Regions from separate parts of the Mus musculus genome. Here all the other regions are linked to region 4. A link is a contact called in public HiChIP or PLAC-seq and promoter capture Hi-C data. All regions are on one chromosome and are shown on one strand. The core of a region is the stretch at or near the end of the contact, and the rest is flanking DNA. Distances in the headings are between cores, read along the strand shown.

Evidence for each region. Promoter capture Hi-C pulls out the DNA fragments that hold promoters and counts their contacts. HiChIP or PLAC-seq counts read pairs in DNA pulled down with a chosen protein or histone mark.
Region 1: an H3K27ac HiChIP or PLAC-seq map of embryonic fibroblasts shows a contact between it and region 4, with 9 times the contacts expected there. The contact joins the enhancer-like site here to the promoter of Cntnap4 in region 4. A contact is called at or near these places in 14 of 39 promoter capture datasets (the 3T3-L1 cell line, 3T3-L1-derived adipocytes, the C10 cell line and 9 more), 1 of 484 Hi-C or Micro-C datasets (gonadal supporting cells), 3 of 115 datasets of contacts at active chromatin or transcription factors (embryonic basal ganglia, embryonic fibroblasts and forebrain) and 1 of 9 other capture datasets (embryonic stem cells).
Region 2: a contact with region 4 is called in an H3K27ac HiChIP or PLAC-seq map of SST interneurons, with 11 times the contacts expected there. The contact joins the enhancer-like site here to the promoter of Cntnap4 in region 4. A contact is called at or near these places in 1 of 39 promoter capture datasets (cranial neural crest), 3 of 484 Hi-C or Micro-C datasets (cerebral cortex and cortical neurons), 5 of 115 datasets of contacts at active chromatin or transcription factors (SST interneurons, embryonic basal ganglia, embryonic forebrain and 2 more) and 1 of 9 other capture datasets (pancreatic islet).
Region 3: a contact with region 4 is called in a promoter capture Hi-C map of hippocampal neurons, with 14 times the contacts expected there. The contact joins the enhancer-like site here to the promoter of Cntnap4 in region 4. A contact is called at or near these places in 13 of 39 promoter capture datasets (the 3T3-L1 cell line, the C10 cell line, the HPC-7 cell line and 8 more), 2 of 484 Hi-C or Micro-C datasets (cerebral cortex and nephron progenitors), 6 of 115 datasets of contacts at active chromatin or transcription factors (embryonic basal ganglia, embryonic forebrain, embryonic hindbrain and 3 more) and 2 of 9 other capture datasets (adipose tissue and liver).

The regions. Positions count from the first base shown.
Region 1 is chr8:113,522,465-113,525,164 of GRCm38.p6, reverse strand. All of the region lies in intron 1 of 4930571O06Rik (RIKEN cDNA 4930571O06 gene), which reads right to left. Among named protein-coding and RNA genes, the nearest start is that of Gm25766, 4.2 kb to the right of the region's middle. Within about 2 kb of position 1,389, at least 28 of the 459 cell types and tissues checked have an H3K27ac peak or open chromatin away from gene starts, as enhancers often do. A contact at or near this core is called in embryonic fibroblasts, where this site is marked.
Region 2 is chr8:113,495,985-113,498,833 of GRCm38.p6, reverse strand. No RefSeq gene overlaps it. Among named protein-coding and RNA genes, the nearest start is that of 4930571O06Rik, 20 kb to the left of the region's middle. Within about 2 kb of position 1,278, at least 12 of the 459 cell types and tissues checked have an H3K27ac peak or open chromatin away from gene starts, as enhancers often do. A contact at or near this core is called in SST interneurons, where this site is marked.
Region 3 is chr8:113,553,545-113,556,244 of GRCm38.p6, reverse strand. No RefSeq gene overlaps it. Among named protein-coding and RNA genes, the nearest start is that of Gm24291, 26 kb to the right of the region's middle. Within about 2 kb of position 1,269, at least 23 of the 459 cell types and tissues checked have an H3K27ac peak or open chromatin away from gene starts, as enhancers often do. A contact at or near this core is called in neural tube, where this site is marked.
Region 4 is chr8:112,568,665-112,571,472 of GRCm38.p6, reverse strand. It overlaps Cntnap4 (contactin associated protein-like 4), which reads right to left and starts at 1,430. Exons shown (of 24, transcript NM_130457.2): 1 at 1,248-1,430. The coding sequence starts at 1,338. It overlaps Gm26994 (predicted gene, 26994), which reads left to right and starts at 1,898. Exons shown (of 6, transcript NR_132433.1): 1 at 1,898-2,010.

The DNA of each region.
Region 1 (2,700 bases), core at 140-2,639, 950 kb before region 4:
GATATAAAAGGAAGTATTTCAAATAAACTATTAGATGTCTGAGTCCAGATATCCATTTTTTAAATTATATGATACGGCAAATGAAATGCATTCCAGTAGCACAAGGACTTCGGAATCACAGACTTTATCAACATATTTTATTATATCAACAATCCCAGGCATATCAATCGCAGCTGAAAGGCTATTCAGTAAAATGCAAAAGCTATTGTGGATCACTGTACGGAGGAAGGATGAGAAGAAGGCCACTGGAAAATAACAAATGCTAGGTCCCAAAACAGCAGATGATATTTTGAAGAATAAAGCATTAAGGCCACTTCCTATTAAAACCTGAGATCAGATCCTGCCATTGTCCCTTTACGATCTTTGGAGCAGTAGCTAACGCAAAAGACACAAACAAACCAAAAACCGAAACATTCACGAAGGACACTGGAGGTAAAGGACAGGTAGAACGTAGTTGAAGCACTGAAAGTTATCTCAACATTTGCTCTAAGCCGTGTGAATTCAAAAGATAAGTGTATGATAAACAAAAATATAATTTTTACATTTGAAAGCAATAATACAAAAGAGACAATAAATTCTACTCAGAATAGCATTGGCATTTAAGATCTTGGGTCTGTCTGTCTGTCTATCTCTCTGAAACCAGCTGTTGAAGCATCAGTGACCAGCAAGTGCATGAAGTGGCAAGCTTAAGGGTATAAGCTAGGTCAGTTCTAAAAACAAGACAACCAGGGCAGAGGAAGGGTGTGAGATTTAGATTTAGGGATGTTTGAGCCAAGCTTTGGCCCTCTTTTGTACTAACTGGTCTACTCAGATAGCTTCTATTTATCCACTAAAACTTAGGCTACGTATCCCTTCTAGAAAATTCCTGGCACTACGCCTGATGCAAAGGAAACCATCACACTGTAACAGGACTTAAAATAATATCAGAAAAAAAGGGAAAGAAAGATCAAGATCCTAAATGGAGGACATAAGTGGGTAAGAATATTAACTCAAGCTGAGCTCATAATATAAATGACTAATCCTTATGATCTTTATAGATATTTATAAACTTAGACATTTTCAGGACCAACCAACACAGATTCATGTTGCTATTGAACAAGGTCAACAGAATTAAAGCTAAATAAAAACAAATCAGAGCTTTGTTATTGCTGCGATTTGATAAATTTACTTTGTAGAACTCCCTTCACAAGCAGACACTTTGATAAGCAATGGATTTGTAACCATCCAAGTGAATTCTGTTGTCAGATAACTTTGAACCTAGAAATAACTTAAGACTCATGAACACATCAGTGTTTGTCCTCAAGTAGGCAGACATGGTGCTGAGAGGAGCCGAGAGTTCTCCATCTGGATCTGAAAGCAGCAGGAAGAGAAGGTGAGTCATGGGTCCAGGCTTGACCTCAAAGGCCACTCCCTGTGACACTTCCTCCAACAAGACCACACCTCCAAAATGCCACTCCATATGCATCACTGGGAGCTATTTTCATTCAAACCACCACAATGACTTTAAGTTAGTTTCTTTAGTAAAATAGAACTCTGAACATGGACTAAGGGGTTAGAAAAAGAGTCTCAGGAACCAGGAACTGAGCAGTTACTGGCCAGGAAGTCTTTGAAGAAATGGACCTAAGGGTACCAAAGATCTCTCTCAGCACAGTAGGAGCAGAGCACAGATCGAGGACATGGATTAGAACAGTCTGGGCAAAGCACTAGCCACCTTGTGTATTTTTATATCCAGATAAATCTGTGTCTCCACCGAAACACAGACTAAACATCCTTTGAAAATTCTTGGTATGAGAATTCCATTTAGACCCCTTCTGTGTTTCGTCACTTAGTTCTCAGCTTTTAAATGGTTTCACTCTCCACTCTGGTGTATCCTCCCCTGCTATGTGAATCTTTTCCTATCTTTCCCTCTCTTGCTCTCCTCATTTCCCCTTCTCCATCCTTTACTACACATAAGGTGTGTTGCCATAACAATCAACTTGCTGATTTATTCTCAGTATCTCCTACTAGACTATAAATTCCTTTGTGGATAGAGTCCTGCCCTGTTAGGCCTTAGATCTTCAGACCCAAGATTAGTGTTTGCAACTAGTAATAGGTAGCCACAAGGTGTATGATGTATGGGCAGATGGCTGATAGAATGAATGCTTTATCGGCTGATGAGTGAGTTTGTCTGGAGAAGAAATTATTAACTTAGAAATGATTAGAGAGGTCGATCAGAAAACTATTTTATCAAAGTGTGTTTGAAAGACTTGAATTTATTTTACTTTAAAAACAAGCTCATTTGATTTTATGTCTGCTTAAACTATTGCTTTCCTTCTGTTATATCCAAGTTTACAAGAACATTATTTGAGATTGTTTTGAACAGTTAGTAGATATCAAATATTCAAGAGAGTAGGCACATGGGATAGGAGATTTAGTCTCAACTCACAGTGTTTGGAGATCCTAGAACATTCTGTGATTGGATGAGTCCAAGTAAGACATACTGAATTTTGGTCTCAGCTCTGTGCTTCCACTGGTAATAGATAACCCCCTGGGGAGCATAGACCTTTTCAAGAGATGGTAATGTAACATAGTCTAAAACGGTGTTCCCAGCACTAGATAGCCATCAGTAAGTCTGAGTGCTGCCCCAGCTCCCATGTCAAACTCTAGAGAACAACATGGGTATCAGTGCTCTGACCACCAACTGTGTCTTATCCAAATAAG
Region 2 (2,849 bases), core at 29-2,528, 930 kb before region 4:
GGAGTTGTGTCTGTCAGGTTGCAATGTAGGCATGCCTATGAGGGATGACACTGTTGTTAACTGTTGCAGAAGGGGCCAGTTCATTGTGAGGAGCAACACCAGACCTGGGTCCGGTAGTCCTGGGCTGTATCCTGCTTAAGCATGGATGAGCCAGCAAGCAACTCTCCTCTGTGGTTTCTTCACCAAGTTCTTGCTTGAGCTCCTGTCCTGATATCTTTTCAAGCATGAACTTGGCAGTGGCCATGAAGCATCTGCAGGGAACAGTATATGAGTGCTTCACTAATGTCACTCTACTGTGGCCATGGAGCCCCCTTGGACTCTACTGTGTCATGACCCACTTGGCAAGGACCTGTGGTGAATTTGGTGGCCTCTATGCTTATTACCTAGATCTCGTGGGGTACCAACTCTCCTTGCTTTCACTATGCTGTCTCTACTCATAGCAATATTTGGTTTCACTTTGTTAGTCATGGGCAAGGCTGAAAGCCCTGTGGATAAGTCTATGTTCCTCTCAATACTCTTTTGAGTGGTAAAACCCTCCTCTCCTTTATCAATCCTCCAGATGTGACCATTAATCCTGGGTATTTTGGGACACTTAATCAGGTCTCTAGATAAGCAGCTACAGTTGCACTGAGGAAGCCTGGGGCAGTTGTGGAGAGTGGTAGGTCTTGCTTGCATAACTGTTCTGAGGAAGCTATATCTGAACAACAGAGACGTAGAAAATCGGCAAGCCATGTCTGATCGATAGAGACTTAAAAATTGGTTCTTAGAAAGATGATATTAGGGTTGGAGAGGTGCATATCAGGAAAGGTTGCTCGGTACAGTGAGCACATCTCTGACTGCAATTAAAATGTCTTATGACAGAGAGGCAGAAAGAAAACTGGGAGAGTGAATAAATGTATTGACCCATGGAAGGGACAAGATATTGTTGAACAATTTTGAGAGCTTGGGGAGGCGTTCTAGGGATGAAACACACATTCCCATGAGCCATAGATCCTTACTGGGCTCGGTGCCTTGGTGTTTGCAACACTTTCTTCCTCTACCTGGAGAAACCACACTTGCCAAGCGCCCTTCATCACCCCAGGTCCGCGTGACGTCGACCATCAGCAAGGAGCGTTCGGTGGCGTGAGTGCTAAGTGCTCTCTTCAGCCATTTACAACCGAGTTTAAAAATAAGCCACGGCCAAAAATGAGAAATAAATGAAATGGAATCAGCTTGAGGTCTATCTCCCTTTCCTCGTACGTTGCTTTTTGCTGTTACGAAATCTTCCGCGCATAGAGCTTTGGCGCTCAGCGTTGATTTTCTTTTATCTTTTTTTTGGTTTTTCGAGACGGGGTTTCTCTGTATAGCCCTAGCTGTCCTGTAACTTACTTTGTGGACCAGGCTGGCCTCGAATTCAGAAATCCGCCTGCCTCTGCCTCCCGAGTGCTGGGATTAAAGGGGTGTGCCACCACGCCCGGCTCAGCGTTGATTTTCTTACTGTTATGATCCCGAACCTCTCTCAGCCTCAGTTTCCTTATTTTTAAATGAATTGGAAATACAACCTTTTCTGGGTGTCTTTGAGGAACAAATGAAATAAGGGCTCGAGTCATAAACGATCAATGCACAGAGAATGTTGGATAAAGTCCAGCTCATCTGCCTTTTCGCTCCCTTCCCCTCCTCGCCGCTGAACAAGACATCAGAGGTGCAGAGATGGGGTTGGAAGGCCTTGTGTGCAGGGGTAGCGAGGACCGTGAGTGCTGATGAATACCAGCTGTCAGCAACGGAATCCCAGCTCAGCAATTTGCCAGCTGTGCAACCCCAGGCATGTTGCTCTCTCACTTAGCTGCAGAACTGGAACGTGGCATATGAAATTATAAATATACTTTACATTTTTTTTATGGAAACAGTGCGAGCCGGAGTTTATCAAGACGCATTTTTGTAAGGCACACTTGCATGATTGTGCTGCACGCGGGAGGCATGTCTGCACATCAACTGGCATGTCTGATGAATGAGCACCCATATACAAATTAAAAAATAAAAATAAAACAATTAACCAGGTTTGAGGGAAAGATAATAGCCCTTCTGTTCTTTCTAGGTAAACTAGAAAAGACATGGTCACATTTGAAAATAGGGTTTTACGAGTTCATGAAAGTTTTTAAAATTACATATTTTCTGGTAATATGTTGGGGGGGTCTAATGCATGAAAAGTGCTGAGTGTATGTGGTTTGTGAGAAGGGTGATATAAGTGCTTTGCATACTGGTTTGCATGCAGATTATTACATGCATTCTGATACCCTTAGAGGTCAGAAGAGGTCTTCAGATCCTTTGTAACTAGAATTATGGGTGGTTCAGTGCTATCTTGTGGGAGCTGGGAACTGAACCTGGGTTCTCTACAAGTGTTCTTAATTGCTGAGCCATCTCTCTAGTTCCTAATGTTGGAATTTTTATAACTTATTTTAGTAACTTTTCTTCTTCTTTTGAATTATAAAACTATATTTATTAAAATTATCAAGGGCATAATTCTGTGATATTCATTGTATTCCCAGGGCAATGCAAATGTCTCCATTATTCATCTCAATAATTTTTATCTTAGAAATCTGAATATATGTACTCTTCTTTTCTAATGATATTTTTATTCATTGAAAATTCTATATATCTATATAGAAATAATATCCATCCAGAGCTACCTCCCTCTGACTCCCCTTTCAAGATTCATGTCTAATTTATGCCACATTTTTGTCCAAAATAAGCATGTACATTGGACATAGTTCTGTATTTATCTTTTATGGTCTTTGTTCTTAACTGGGGACCACTGTTCATTGCCGGAATGATTGTTTTCCTACTCCCTGTTGGAGGGAGATAATGAGAAA
Region 3 (2,700 bases), core at 20-2,519, 980 kb before region 4:
CCTTGTTGATAGTGAGATCTTGTTGATAATGGGTGGGAGTGGACAGTGTTTCTGAGGGTGACAACTGAAATTAGTCTTTGCTTTACACACATAAACACACACACTGATATGTGCTTGCATACATGAGTACACATACACATGAATTAAAAAAACAAAATAAATGAAATAAACCATAACACCACCTTGCCCAGAGACTGGTACCTGAAACTCAGTGTGTGCAGTAGGCGCTGTTGTACACTTAAGTCATTCACCTGCACACATTAAAGGGGCCGGGCTCAATCTGAGTCCTCTTCCTGCTGGCACCCACCCATTAGTTCAGCTAGCGCCGACTGACAGATACTCAGTTTACAGAGAAACAACATGCTTCTTGATAGCTCGGTTAGCAAACGCAACAGATCGAAAAACCTTAGACGAAGTCTCATGTAGACCCCGTCTTTGTTCTATTATAAAAACACCTGAGAGACTGAACTGAGGAATCATTAGAACCAATGAGAAACAATGACCAAGTCTGTTCCATCCAAAGAAGGGTGCAGTTAGTTATGTGTCCATTGGGAAGACAGCAAGCCATTCTGTTTACCTGGATCAACCTGGAAATTCAGGCAAAACCTTCAGTATTCTAGCTAGGTGATAAAGGTAATTGAAGTTGCATATACAAGTCAGAGGGACATAGATGCTTCTTTGGGGACAAAATTTAAGGCTTGCCTTAAAGATGACCCGGGCTGCATAACTCCAGGCACAGGGTCAAACCTGATTTCATGAGGGACAGATTGAGTGTGAAGAATTCTCTGTAGTACTGTTCCAGAGGTGGAAATCTGGGGGTAGAACCCAGATTTCCCCATCCTATTTACCTCTTACCCCCTAGAGCTCCATCCTGTGGCATGGAACCGAGGACCCCAGAGGCTCTGTGAGACAGAGCTCCCAGCTCTCCACCAGGCAGCTTGTAGTTTTCCAAGAGACAAAGCTGTGGCTGGGCTCCAACTGCTTTATCTCCTTATCCTATTCACACTGACACTGGGATTTGCAAGCCAGGGGACAAAGGTCCTTTTCACTGCTTTGAAAAATCAGAATAATTATAGTAAGAGCCCTGTGTGCAAAAGCAAAGAATGATGTGGGCAGCAGAGGTGCCAAAAAAGAAGTTATTTCAAGGCTATTGGGTAGCTCCTGAGATCAAAGGAAGAGTTTAAAATCGATACCGAGGGCAGGGCTGAGGCTCTGGCGGCAAGGGCAATTGGCCATCTCCTTAGGACACTGATGTAAGCATGGCTGCCTTCCACCTCCACTCCCATGGCATATTATTTTTTTCCCCCTCCGAGAGTGGTCCCGAGAGTCGTGCGGAAGGGGAGCGAGCGCTTCGCTCTGATTGACAGGATCAAGGGGATTGATGAGGTTAGGAAAGCAGAACCAGTACATTGTTGCTTAAAGGACACTAGACATATTCTGGGCAGGCCCAGCCTTTCTCAGAAGTAACCTCACACTGGCAGGTGATGATTTTACTCGGAGTAAAGCTTTCTCAGTCAATCAGCTTCTAATGAGGACTGAGGTGCAAGGCAGCTAATTATCCCGGGGACTCGCTGCCGCTGGAGCTCCGAATGGCAGGTTGTCTTGGCCGATATAATCTTATCAAAAAGGAAAAAGACAATGTAAAAGGGAGAAGAATGAAGAAAAGAATACATTAGGAACACAAGAAGGTGCAGGGGAAGGAGTAAAGCAAATCTAGTTACAGCCACCTCTGCCCGAGGAGTCCCGGGTGGTAGTACAACACCCATCTTTACCCCTAGTGCCTGTTACCCCACTTCCTAGTCTACTCTCCCCATGGCATGCGGAGGCTGAGAGAATGTGACAATGGTGTCTGTCCTCAGAAAGAAAGCATTTCTTCTAGATCAGCCCTGTCCAATAGTCATATGCTATGCACACGACTCTTCAAAGCATGGAAGGATGGCCCAGTGGGTAAAGATACTTGCTGTTGAGACTGATCACTTAAGTTAAACCCCCAAGACTCACACATACACAGACCCACACAGCTACACATAAGCATAAATGAATAATGTAACAAAAACTTAAAATACCCTAGAAAGTTGCATTAAAAAAATAAAAAGTGACAGATGCAATTAATTCTGATATTGTGTATTTCCCTTTGACACATCCAAAATATTAGTAGCTCAGTGTATAATCCATGTAAAATTACAATTGAAAGACATGCAGTCTTTGTTACTCTGTAAGTATTTTTTATTTATAGCATAGTACGAGGTGGATTGTGTGCCTTTAATATGTCCATGTTACTGTCCTAAGCCTTAGTCCTCTGGATGAAAGATTATATAGGAACGGGGTTGCTTCAGGTGTTAGTTAGGATTAGTTCATGAAGGGACGGTGCAGTGTGAGTCTGTAGTCCTGTGGGGCAGGTGTCCTTAGGAAGAGGGAAGGTCTGGACCTAGAGAAGGGTCCATGAGCAAGCATTCTGTTGAGACTGGAAGATACTATCCTGTAAAATGAATTACCTTTAATGTAAGCATAAACAGTGAATTCATCCAGTGGCTGTATTTCTTTATCTTTGCTACTCCCCAATAACCATACAGAGAAACCAAAGCTGCACCTCAATTCTGGACAGGTAAGAGATCTATAATAACCCCTATGCTAATATGGCTACCTCCCAGCTCCATCCCATGATACGTGCATATTGCTATTGATCTGGCTCTTTAGGCT
Region 4 (2,808 bases), core at 181-2,680:
ATATTTTACTGATTTAATGGGATTCCCACACATTCGATTTGAAATTGAATGGGAAGCACAGTCCAGCCTAGGAGTGAAGTTCTCTCCTTTGCCTTTGCAGAGTGGCAGGTAAATTCTGACATTAAATGAGCTCCTGAAAAATCATCAGTGGGTGGACACGAGCTCGTGGCAGTGAGTTCCCTGTGCCTTTCCCTCGTGAGGACTCTACAGTTAAGGCAAAAGAGGGTCTATGGCAAAGAGAGTTACCAATGTCTTGTCTCTCAAACCTAAAGCTGTCAGTAAGGCAGGTCCCATCCATTCCTGAGCAGGACTTATAACCCTTTCTTGTAAAGCAGAGAAAGAAATAGAAAGTTGTGTGTTTGCTTGGCTGTTTTTATCATACATAAAAAGAGGAAATTCTTCTATCTAAAGAATCTAAACCAAATATAAACTTTTAAAACTTTTCCTATTTCCAATGGCAAGCTGACGAAAGAGTTGGGCCAGGGTATTTTGGATGATATTTAAATTAAGCAACGAGACCATAACAAATGTTCCTCGAATCAATGAACTCAGCACTAAGACAATCAATCACAAATACATGAAGTTGAAAATTCAACCACTAGAGAACACTACTTAAGCGGGTGGTGGGGGAGGGGGAAGTCACCTGCACATTTCCCTTTAAGGGAGATGTAGGGATGGGTACCCATCCAGGAGTGCTCTTCTGCCTGAGGACACAGCTCTCCAGTGCTGAGCTGTGCCTCCACCAGTTCTGCCTGCCCCTGCCCGCGAAGTCTGCAGTATGTCTCAGCTATTAGCCTGCACCATTTCAGAGATGCAGCCAGCCACTGCTAAATCGCAAACTTCAGAAATCTCAGCTAATGCAGCAGAATATCAAGTCTGCGGGTTGTTTTCCTGGTAGACAAATAATCCCAATGAAATTTAATGACCTCAAGACAGGCGCAATGGAAGACGTTCCCGGGCTGGTCCCCCGATTAAGATGCTAATTTAATGTTTTACTAGAAGTTGAGTCTTCTCAATGAATATTCAAAGAGAGTGAAATTCTGCTAGTAAAAAAAAAAAAATCCAAATAACATATTGCATATTTTGACCAGACCAAGAGGAACCCGATCATATTTGCACAATTTCCCTGTAGTGCTTTTCCTAGCCCCGCAGCGATTCCAGTTGAAAAGATTAATCGTGAAAACAACAGAATCAAAGTTTTGCGCGGAGCCCCCCTGCAAGTTTTAAATCATTTGCTGTGTACTTACATGAATTCCCAGCTTCCACTCTGTTCCAATTTTGAGTAGACAACAGAAGTAACATCTTGAGAACAGCTCCAGCGACAGATCCCATATTCATAATTTTTGAGCTCCCCAAAATATCTCGAGTGGCTCTCAGAGCGCTGGAGACAGGTTCTCCTCAGTCCTTCACCCAGCACTGACTGGGTCTTCAGTATCTCTAGCTCTCTGGATCTCTTTCCTCCCCCTCCCTCCTCTCACGCGCGCGCTCTCTCCTCCTCCTCTCCCTCCTCCCTCCTCCCTTGCTCCTCCTTCCTTCTCTCTCTCCCTCTCCTCTCTCTCTTTCTCTCTCTCTTTCTTCCCCACCCTCCTTCTCCCCTGCCCTCAGTACTGGTTCCTCACAGAAAAGCAACCAGCTTCTGTCCTAACAAGCTTACACACTGCTGCCGAGGCCACGCCCACTCCTCGCACCGGTCTTAGAAATTTGCCCCAGCATCCTTCCTCCTCCAAAAAGCACAGCAGCAGCCAGCAGCTTTCTGAGCTCCGCAGCGGCTGCAGGTGATGGAAGCTGGACCTGGAGGCGCTGCCCGCTGCCCGCTGCTCCTGGCCTCCTCGGGGCTCCCTCCCCTCCCCTCTATTCTCCAATAAGCTTTAACCCATTTTGTGCCCTGCCACCCTTTGGGGTGAGGAAAGCAGCCAGGCAAGGAAGCCTTCTGATTTTCCGCAGGTCTTGTATTTGGCAGTACCAACCAACATAGTGAGCTATTTCCTGATTGCCCGGGAGTGTATCCAGGTAAAACTGCATTATGTTTCAAAACAAAAGCATAAAATAAGACAGAAATAACGAAGCAAGCGTTGGTGAATTGTAGCTAAAACTGTCCTCCGGGAAAACGCGTGCTGTTTTTCTCTGTTTCTATAAAACTATTGCCTTGTGCTCCGGTGCCAGGATTTTATTACGGAAATTCCTCACATGGGAACAGACATTCCTGCTTGGCAGATATTTAAAAATCATCTGATAATAGTCTGCGAGAAATTAACATTTCTTATTTTAGTTGGTGCTTCAGGAATACAAATCCACCCATGAAGAGTTCTCTGAGTAGACTGAGTTTTATGAAAGCATCCTTCTGGAAATAGGCAGCATTCCATAATCATGTTTCTTAATAGTAATTCCCAGAGGGCCCAAAATGGAAAATTATGGAATACTGAAAAAGGGAACCCCCTCCCATATGTGTGTGCGTGCACACACACGTGAGTGCACACACAGGTACACACTCACGCGCACACATTCACACACTGACAGGAATACATACTCACTTATACACACTCACAGGCACACATGCATGCACATATACATGTGCACACACATGCATACACTCACACACATATGCACACACTTATACATACTCACAGACATACAAATGGGTGCAACACACACTCAGAAAATCAACAACTACAGAGAATATTCTTCCAGTGGCCACTCCCTGGGCACTATTGCTTGTGTAGAATATTAAAGCACTCAAATGATAAAGTTAAGACCCCATACAGAGCGGCACATCACATGGTGTCAGAGAGGGTAAATCATCTCTTTAAA